Regions from separate parts of the Rattus norvegicus genome. Here region 2 is linked to region 1. The links are chromatin contacts, called in public Hi-C maps. All regions are on one chromosome and are shown on one strand. The core of a region is the stretch at or near the end of the contact, and the rest is flanking DNA. Distances in the headings are between cores, read along the strand shown.

Region 1 (5,102 bases), core at 1,116-3,615:
TTCAAGTTTTGTGCTACCAATCACTTCAAATGTGCTGTGGCAAATCATTAAAGAGGAGTTGAAAAGTAGGATTTAAGTCTCTCTGAGGAGAGTGGTGCACACCTTAACCCCAGTATTTAGGAAGTCCCAGGTTAATGCAAGCCAGAACTACACAGCACAAGCCTGTCTCAAAGACCAAGGGCGCAGGGGAAAGGGCCTGCTTGTTCCACATGCAAGGCTCTGGGCTCGAGCCTGGCACCACAATCAATCAATCAATAAATAAATAAAGCTTTTGATTATGATTTTGTATTTTAAAATTTAAATTCATGAAATTCTACTTAAAATGTTTTATCTAAATTATCTAAAAAGGTCAGCAACTTTCAGTAAACTATTAACAGTACAGTCATAATAAATATACTAAGTAAAACTAAGAGGTACACATTAAATATTTAATATGTGTCTGGAAAATAGGACTAGATTATGACTAAAGAAACATCACATTAGCATTTCTCACCTCTAGAGAAGGAAGAAGTATCTTGTTCTGTGCGCAGCTGCCATACTTTCAGACATGTTTCTGACCTTTAGGTAATTAACAAATCCTCTGAAGAAAAGGAGCAGGCCTAGGAAGAGTGAAATGACAGATACATCCTTACCACCATAAGGGAGCATGACAGAACAGGCAAGCATAATCCCATCCCTTCACTCAAGGAGGTCAACCTGCAGAGTCCATGTATTCTACAGCACATCCTGAACTACAATGGTAACCACCATGATAAAACACACTATATCTTTCAATTTCTTAATCCTAACTGTAACGAAATTAAAGCAAATGTAAGTTATAAACCAAAACCACACAGAGAGCGTGAGCAGTGACAACTTACACGGCCAAGTCTGTCCATCTCACAGGAGTCACTCCTACACCGCCTACCTTTTATTACACTTTCCAATGACTCCAATGCTGGGCAAATGAAGGCGGTTGTTGTCAAAGTAATCCGACAAAAATGAGTGTACACAGATGTTAACAGTACAGATAAAAAATAAGACTGTCTGGCAATATAAAGTGTCGGCCACTTGTGAAATCTACATTCAAAGATGGACAAGTTTTTAAGTTTTTATTTTTAACTAATAAAAGACTTGTATCAAAAACTAAGACGAGTCAGGATGGTCTCTGGGAAGTAGTCACTCTGGTGATGTCTTTGTGATTTAGATGGCTGAGGTAGCTTTCTAAGCAAAGCACTATTTTTTCTTTTCTTTTCTTTTTTTTTTTTTTTTTTTTTTTGGGAGCTGGGGACTGAACACTGAGCTAAATCCCCAACCCCGCAAAACACTATTTTTAAAGAATACCCATTTACATCACATGAAACTTTAGTAATTTAAAAAGCAATGCCTGTGAAATGCTTTAGAGTTTCAGATGAAAAAATTCTAGGTAAGTTCAGAAGCATTAATATTATTAGTGCAAGCCTCTGGAATATTTAAGCATCCAGTTTTCTGGGAAGCACTTATTAACTCCAGTAAATTCATGCCCAGAAATAGTGAAGAAAAAACAAAAGCAGAGGCACATGTGTGTGACTTCCTTCACTAGAAACAAAGTGCTTGTGACTATGAACCAATCTTTACCCCACTATCAGGAAGTAGTCCGAGCACACAGAAGAGCCTGTAACAACAGTCCAGAGAGAAGGTGAGCACACACTGTAACAACAGTCTAGAGAGGTGAACACACACTGTAACAACAGTCTAGAGAGAAGGTGAGCACACACTGCCTGTAACAACAGTCTAGAGAGAAGGTGCACACACTGCCTGTAACAACAGTGTAGAGAGAAGGTGAGCACACACTGCCTGTAACAACAGTCTAGAGAGAAGGTGAGCACACACTGCCTGTAACAACAGTCTAGAGAAGGTGCACACACTGCCTGTAACAACAGTCTAGAGAGAAGGTGCACACACTGCCTGTAACAGTCTAGATAAGACAGATACACACAAGTGACTAGGTGAAGAACTAGATTTCAGCTAAGTCCAGTCCCACTTGCTATCATACACAAGTCTCTCCATCTGTGATCCCGTCTCTCCAAAGTCTACCCTCATTCCCTACCAGATGCAAGGCAACAGCATAAACACTATTTTCATTTTTTAAATACAAAAGCACTATTGAAAAGCAGCAGACATGTTGGTCCATGGTGGCTGGCTCTTGGTTTGCTCTCCTTAGGCATTTTCTAACGCCAATTCCTTCCTAAAGCCCACCCAGAGGCTCCTAGACTAGCATCCTACCGGTATCCAGCATTGTTTTATGTATGTGACAGCAGCATCATAGTGCTGATGAAGTCTGCATACTCCTGTCAGTAAATGCTAGGCCTTGGCTCTGCGGTGGACCCAGGATCACCGGTGGCACTCTGCCCCACAGTTACCTTCCTCCAACCGCACTCACCCTTATAAATGGGCATCAAAAGCAAATACACACAAGTGTGTTTAAATGCTTCACAGAACTCATAGGGCTTTTGTTTTCAACTTTTAGATAAGAGACTGGATAGAAAGCAAAGAATTCAAGAAGTGAGGACACAATTAACACTATATAAACCCATCTTAACCCTTTATAATTGTGACTCCCCAACCTAGTTACAACAAGAACATAACTTTACCATAATATTACACTAGAAATTTAGTGACCTTAACTGGCTACCAATAATATATTTCCCAAACAACCTTCAAAACACAACGGCCCGACTAAGAACCTACAGAGAAGACTGCCACCTACTGAAACCTAAAAGAATTAAAATGAGTCTCAACAGTCAAGACATTTGAAATATGGGTCACGAGTAGAATATGATGCTAAAATTAACTACCACCTACTATTGAAAACCCACAGATGTCACCAACATAATAAAAATTGTGCCTTACTGAGGAGACAACTAAGCAGAAGTACTGTGATCGTTGGCCATAGAGCCTTTCCCTGCACTGTGGGTTAATGATTAAGGAAAGGCACATTTCAAAAGCACAAAGGTTTCTGTGATCCAAAAACAAGAAGACAGCATTGCATGCAGAAACCCTCCTACATGCTACATTGTCATTAAAATTATACACGTGTGTTTCCTAAGATAATTCATAAAGATAACTATTTTAATTAGGTAGAAACTTCAAACTCTGTAGCACTTACTTATCGTCCCAGCACCTCTGTTCCCTCCGTTGCTAAGGAGCTAAGTGGGGGCAACCTTTACACTAGAATTAGTTCTGCACACTAGGAAGGAACACAACTTACTTGCACTTTATAATTTTAGGACTAGCAGTTAAGCTGAGCAATAAAGAAACACTATTTTAAACTGTACTGCCTTAAGGAGGAACGCTGCTCTGGGCTCAGTCAGTCAGAGAAGATGCACGGAACCCTCAGGAGACTGGAGGCCCCAGGGAGGCTAGAGGCCTGAGGGGAGGGGACGTCCTCAGGAGACGGGCAGGGAGAAGGTATGGGATCTGGAATGTAAATCTGTAGTATAAAAAAATAAAAGATTAAATAAAAAGGAATATAAAAAAATAAACTTACCAAGTACAAGAAATATCCACCAAAGCCAATATTGTCCATTGAAATAGCCAGTAAAATAGTCCGAAAACTATGGGGTAAACATAAATATATTAATCATATTTGTATAACTACATTTGAATATTTGTATTATCCTAGGTTTCAGAATAAATTATCTCTTTAAATAATCTTTAATGCTTAAAAATAGCATATAAAAACAGCACAAAAGGAAAGGGCAGGAATAATACTTAATGGTGAAAAAATTCTTATGCGATTGTAAACTTCCGTAAAGTACTTTATAAACAAAACCTCCAAACTGCTTGCAAAAAGATAAATGCCTAAATGTTATCTATTGGAATCAAACTTTTTTTTTTCATTGAAAAGTCAGTTTCTTATGCAGTCCCAAAGCCACAGCCACATCCCAAATGGGCCAGAGCCACCTGCTGCTTTGGGTATTAACACAAAAGCCACAGTAGGTTAATCTTATCAGATGGGGATGTTCTGGTGACCTCTAAAATGGAGAGTTTTTGACCTTCTGTTACACCCCCTACTGTTAATCACTGCCAAAAATACTAGGCACAGAAAGACCCCCCAACTCATTAGAAACTTTTTATTTCAAACTAGATGCCTGACATTCAGCTCCCAACAGTGAGCGGAGAATAGCTAAATGAGCCTCGAAGTGGCATTTCAACAGTGGTTGCTGCCGGCCATGTCCTGTGTGAGGTGGGCCTTCAGCAGGTGGCCTCACAGCAGAGAGCACAGGGGCCTTCTCTAGAGCAGACACTGCACTCTCAGAGCCTGGTAGTACATCAGTGCAGCGTCCTTAGCAGGTAACTCACACTACATCTTAAAGTGCCTCCAAATAATTACTTTTAAGTGTTTCAGATAACATATTCTAAAAGTTACAAACAAAAAAGATAGTTTTGATTGATTTCTTTCTACTGATTTCCAAATTGAATCCAATTTACCTAAAAATTGTGAAAAAAGGTAGAATGATGCTTGAACCTGAAATTAATTAAAAGCATTTCCAATGATTTGTTGGTAATTTCTATAAGAGCTTAAAAATCTACAGCTTTGGTAATAGTAAAAGTACAAATTATACATGGTGTTGCAACTTGGGAAGCATATAAATCAAGATTATCAAAACATGTCTTTAAAACCTCTGAAGTACTTTCTTTGGAAGAATTTTAAATTAATCAAGAGCTATTACCTACGGTCTACGCTAAGAGTTTTAAAGATTCACAAGAGTTTGAATATCCCAGCCTTTGGAACATCTAAACCACCATTGCTGCAGACTCCCACATATAAGACACACAATGAGAAAACGATAACTGAAAAACCACTTTATATTCAAGAGAAGTTTCCTAAGAGTCTTAGAAGCTGTGGAAAACAAAAAAGGAAAGGCCCACAACTCTGTTTTCAGCACTCCGCATGTTACCTGACACTCAGCAAGCAGAATGCCAATGAGAGTGAGGTTCTAAAACCCCCAGGGTACAGGCCATACCGGATGGACGGACTTCCTTTCTGTGTACCAGGAATCACGCTAGCAAAGCATCAACTTAGGAAACTTTAGACAGTAGGTTTGAATTGTTTGCTATGTTCAATGAGAAATTCCATT
Region 2 (5,102 bases), core at 1,100-3,599, 66 kb before region 1:
CACCTGGCTCATTTGCATACGTTGCACAATGCAGGAAACATAACGCATCCTATTCAACTAGTCTGTGAAAGGATTGCATCACGGGGATGTAGTGAGACAATACGTTATTGTGTATGCAGAACAATAAAGACACATGTGAGAAAAGCTAGCAGACACAAATTTGCCACAAAGAAAATGTACAATCAATTTGGGAAAACTGGTTTGTTTTTTTTTTAACTAATAAAGAACTAGGGTTTTCTTGATTCTGAAAAATAAAAGATTAGAAAGTAAAGGGCTGAGGTCACAGAAAACAGTGGGGCAGAAGAGTCTTTATTGACAGGTAAATAAATGACCACTTGTTATTGGCATGGTAATATTAAAGGCAGGACAAGTATATCACCACTGAATGGCTCACCAAAGAATCCACCACAGAAAAGCTTAGCTTGATCCATTTGTCTGCTAAACACCTACCTGCCTTCTAGCATTCAGGCAACCTTCAAATAACTATCTGGGTTGTAATGAGAGGATATTTGATTAATTGAGTCAAACACTTCACTTATACCTAGTTTCTGTTTTACCAAGGAAGAGAAAAGAACATTGACTCCCTTGTAGGAAGGCACTGGGGTGTGTTTCTAGCTCTGAGAAAGGACATGTGTGTCTGACATCTAGGAAGGGAATAAACAATGCCACAAGGCAGTGAGAACCAGTGCCCACCCTGTGGCCAGAGACTTGAGTGCAGACTCGTCCTGAGCTGAATGACCAGAGTTGTTATGAAGTAGCCATGCTGGGCTAAAAGGGCAACAGGTGGAACTGAGACGCGGCGTGTTTTGTCAGGCATGGAACTTGAATTCAAACCAACCTGACAAGTCATGCTAACCCATACCGGGACCCGGCATAGAAACACATGAAGACCAACTACAAGAAAACAAAAGGAAGGCTCCGTCTTCCGAGCTTGCTCTAGCAAGCCACCATCGAGTGGATTTCTCAATTCTAAGTTGCCTTTTATCCCTTAATTTAATGTTTCAGAAATCAATATAATCTCAATAAATAGACACCTTTGCCTACATTTGCACAGACTCAAAGGCATCAGAAAATCGGGAGAGGATGGCCTTAGGGTAAGAGCTTATTGAAGTGTGTGAGAAGTGGGGAAACTGCTCGTTACGGTATAACTATTTGGGTTTCTAGCTTGTTTTTAGACATAGTAGTCTAGCTTTCACAGGCATGACTTGCAGAGAATAGACTGCTTTCCCCAGACAGGTTATTTAAATAATTGGTTGATTTCTGGGGCACTGGATACCAAAACAGGTCAGAGATCTACCTTACATGTGCCTTGGTCCCTCTCCACTTGTATATTTCAGTCGGTTGTTAGCTTCCAGAGATTTTTTCCATATGGGCAGGCAGAGGAAGGTGGGACCTTGGACCAGCAGTAACACCCGACATGAAATGGGTTTTAGCAATACAGGGCAGACAACATACAGTACAATTGTCACCCTAGTTGAAGATCCTTGCTGTGGAACCTCTTTTGGTAAGTATCCAGAATGACTGAGGAAACCTAAGAAAGGAATTCAGTTACTCATGGGCCTGACCTGGATTAAGCGCAAATAGAGAGATTTATGTAAGTCAGCAAAGCAACCAAAAATTATAACAGAATGTGGGGCCTATCAAATGCAGTTATGTGCCATGTATTGATGCCCTAATTCATGATGTGTGCCTATATGGCAGTACACGCCACAGAGCAGGGTGACTACCTGGGGCGTGTAGACTTATACTCTGGTAATCATGAAACAATAAGACCCCGTAATGAATCATTCCTCAGAATATATCATCAGAGCGACCTATGAATACACCATCTTTTCGATGTACCACCTGTAATGTATGTAGTAGTTAATGCTGCATGAACTCTTCCTGGGGAGACATGACCAAATGTCTATTCACTCCACACAGGGTAACAACAACAGACCAAAGTAATCATGCCACTCAAATCTAGGTTAGTGACTCAACAATTTTACTGAACTTACTCCTACACATGGGTGAGGGGTTATTTACAGAGTATGGGTAACCCCAAAACAGTTACCTAAGCATGGACAACAATTTCTCCATAGATTCAGGGTACTGTCACCTCTTCAGCTCTTTAATTAGCTTTGTGCCTCCTATAAACACAAGTACTCTGACACTATGGGTAGGGGCAGATTGTCATTCTGCATGGGGAGAGGTGCAGGGGGGAAAGGCTGCTGTCTCAGGTGTGGATCCAATGGCCAGAAACCTCTTTCAGGGAGGGAAAACAACAGAGCTGCCTTTGTTGAGGGGATCCACTGACTAAAGTGGCAATGGCTTTTGTCCCTACAGGACAGTGTTTCACAAGAGTTCCTCGTTTCAGTACTGTGACAAAATATTGACAGAAGCAAATTCAGAGAGGGAGAAACTCTTCTTGAACCACTGTTTCCAGCCAACATGGCAGAGAGTATGACGTAGGTTTCCTCATGTGCTGGTGGATTGAAGGGCAACATAACCTGCAAAGGTCCAATCATGGAAGCTGGGTTCAGATGGCTGGGTTTCGTATCTTCAAGGCTCCACAGCTTCCAAAGAAAACATGGTCAGCCACCGGAGACAAAGTCTTCACATGAGTTTATGGGACGCATTTCACAACCACATACCACTATACCCGTGAGGGTCTTTAAGCAAAAGCCTTTTGTCATTAAAAGCAGCTAATAAGACAAAGTCTGGAGAGAGAAATTCAAAGATGGCCAGCTCTGCTGTATTCTAAGACCTGCTGTGTAGCTCTTAATTAAAGCATTGTGAGAATATGTAACTGGTTCAGTTTGAGGAACCTAATTCCAAAATCTGCCATTCAGATACTCCTGGTCATCTAGAGGTTAGCTCTCCCCTCCCTCCATGGCCTTTCCTCTTTCTTTTCACCTCTTCCCTCTTGCCTTTCTACCTATCAGGCCCCTTTCCACAGAAATCCCCCACTTTGGAAAACAAGAGTTACCTCAGTGACTGTCTTAGTTAGGGTTTTACTGCTGTGAACAGACACCATGACCAAGGCAAGTCTTATAAAGACAAAATGTTTAGTCGAAGCTGGCTTATAGGTTCAGAGGTTCAGCCCATTATCATCAAGGTGGGAACATGGCAGCATCCAGGCAGACATGGTGCAGGAGGAGCTAAGAGTTCTACATCTTCATCTGAAGGCTGCTAGCAGAATTCTGACTCCCAGGCAGCCAGGATGAGGGTCTTAAAGACCACACTCACAGTGGCATGCCTACTGCAACAAAGCCATACCTCCAAATGGTGACACTCCCCGGGCCAAGCAGACATAAACCGTCACAGTGACACAGTATTAATGAAAAATATCAAGGACAGTCAGGGATATGGATAAAGTCAACAGGATCAAGTTCTGTCTAAAAGACAACTGTCTTCCTTTACCGTTTGTTCAAAGTGAAAGCAGCTTCAAGGAAAAGCAATTTCCTCCCCATCGCTTCCTGGGAAGTGATGGTCAGGTCCCTGTATGGCCCTGGTTACTTGGTACCTGAAGCAAGTACTCCCTCTGTCACCGGGCCTTAGCCAACAGAGGTCCGACTGTTCAATCACTACAGTATCTCAGGAAGTCATTGAAAATCAATTTTAGGGCAACCTCACACAACAGCCAGGTTTTCTGGGGGTGGAAGGAGAGACTTGTGTGAGCTCTGTGGCTAAATCAATGTCCACCAGCTGGTTAGGGGAGGCCAGTTTCCTAGAGCTTTGCCTTCTTCCCCTCCAAAGCTGCGCTCTCCTTAGTTACCCCTTCCTGTGGCAAACTTCTTAAAGGCAGAAAAACACTTAAATGGAACTCTTTTATCATGTATACCAGAGGCTATACAAAAATAGGTGTTATACTTCAAAGTGTCACGGGAGGCAAGCTACCTATTTGAACTTTGAATGTTTTTCTTTTCTCTTTCTTTCTCTCTTTCTTTCTTTCTTTCTTTCTTTCTTTCTTTTGTTCTTCCTTCCTTCCTTCCTTTCTTTCTTTCTTTCTCTTTCTTTCTCTTTCTCTCCTTTCTGAAGCACAAATTTAAAGACCCCCCCCTCTCACAAATGTTAACCACCCATCAGAGTAAACAGCTGCGTTCCCCCCCACCCCCACCCCCCACCTCATGGGTTTAAGAAGATTTAAAAAAAAGTCTCACCGTCCCCCTAGACAACACCCTCACATGCTGGGCGAAGCCTGAAATCCCCTCAGTAAAAGCCTAATCCCTTTAATTTCAAGTTTGGATCCTCTGTTAAAATGAAAAAACCCTGCAGGAAGCGGACCCAAAGATCTGAAAGCGGGCGCAGCAGCATCGCTGCAATTTAGACTAATTCTCTCTTATCCTGTTTGTAAAACGCTCTTGTTCACGTTTTTCCGATCTTGGCTTCTTACCTTGAAAAAGAAACGCACAGGGCAGTGATGATATATACATCGGCACGTAATATCGTATGGGCCCGAGTCAGTTTTACCCGTCGTTTTTATTTGCAAAATGCTCAAGCCAATGGTAGAAAATGTTTTTTTTTTCGGACCCCTTCATCTCCTGATTATTCCCTCTTCATCTCTTCAGATTAGCCTGTGTTTTTTCTGTTATTCCGTTTTGCACGGCCGTCACAAACTAACGGAGACAGGCCAGTCTTAAAAAAGGAGTGGCGTGTTAAGGACACCTTTGGAAGTCTAAGGGCGCGACACACCCAGTTGGACTCAGTTCTGACCTCAGGCAGCATTGGGAATGCGCTCCAGAGGAGGCCGCCACAGAGCAGACAGGAGGGCTCTGCCTTGATGCTCTTGACCAACACTCTCTTGAGAACTCAGGGGACTCAGAATGACTTACTTTCATCATCAGTGACATAGAGACTGGTCCCCACTTCTCAGGTGCAAAGGAAACTCCAGCTTCTCACACTCCAAATGTCCACAGGTGCTTTAAGCTGTATTCTAGGAGGATGTCTTGTGGTAAAAGCCAGCAAGTAAAAGTTCTCCGAGAACTTGGGAAGCCAAAAGGAGTCATCTTCCTTACCTCTCCAATAAACATACACCTGTGGTGCCTAATGTTTTAGCAAGGTGCATGCTACCCCAGGCCCCCTCAGTCTCTCCTCACAAGCACTTGTTATGCAAATCCAAG

What was found. A called contact is a pair of places that touch in the nucleus more often than the background predicts.
Region 2: a contact with region 1 is called in a Hi-C map of liver, with 5 times the contacts expected there. The contact joins two enhancer-like sites. A contact is called at or near these places in 2 of 12 Hi-C or Micro-C datasets (hepatocytes and liver).

What each region holds. Positions count from the first base shown.
Region 1 is chr15:88,493,339-88,498,440 of GRCr8, reverse strand. It overlaps Ndfip2 (Nedd4 family interacting protein 2), which reads right to left. Exons shown (of 8, transcript NM_001108390.2): 6 at 3,509-3,575; 7 at 494-599. The coding sequence ends at 496. Among named protein-coding and RNA genes, the nearest start is that of Trnap-agg90, 4.6 kb to the right of the region's middle. Within about 2 kb of position 2,365, at least 2 of the 93 cell types and tissues checked have an H3K27ac peak or open chromatin away from gene starts, as enhancers often do. A contact at or near this core is called in liver, where this site is marked.
Region 2 is chr15:88,558,963-88,564,064 of GRCr8, reverse strand. No RefSeq gene overlaps it. Among named protein-coding and RNA genes, the nearest start is that of Trnap-agg90, 70 kb to the right of the region's middle. Within about 2 kb of position 2,349, at least 1 of the 93 cell types and tissues checked has an H3K27ac peak or open chromatin away from gene starts, as enhancers often do. A contact at or near this core is called in liver, where this site is marked.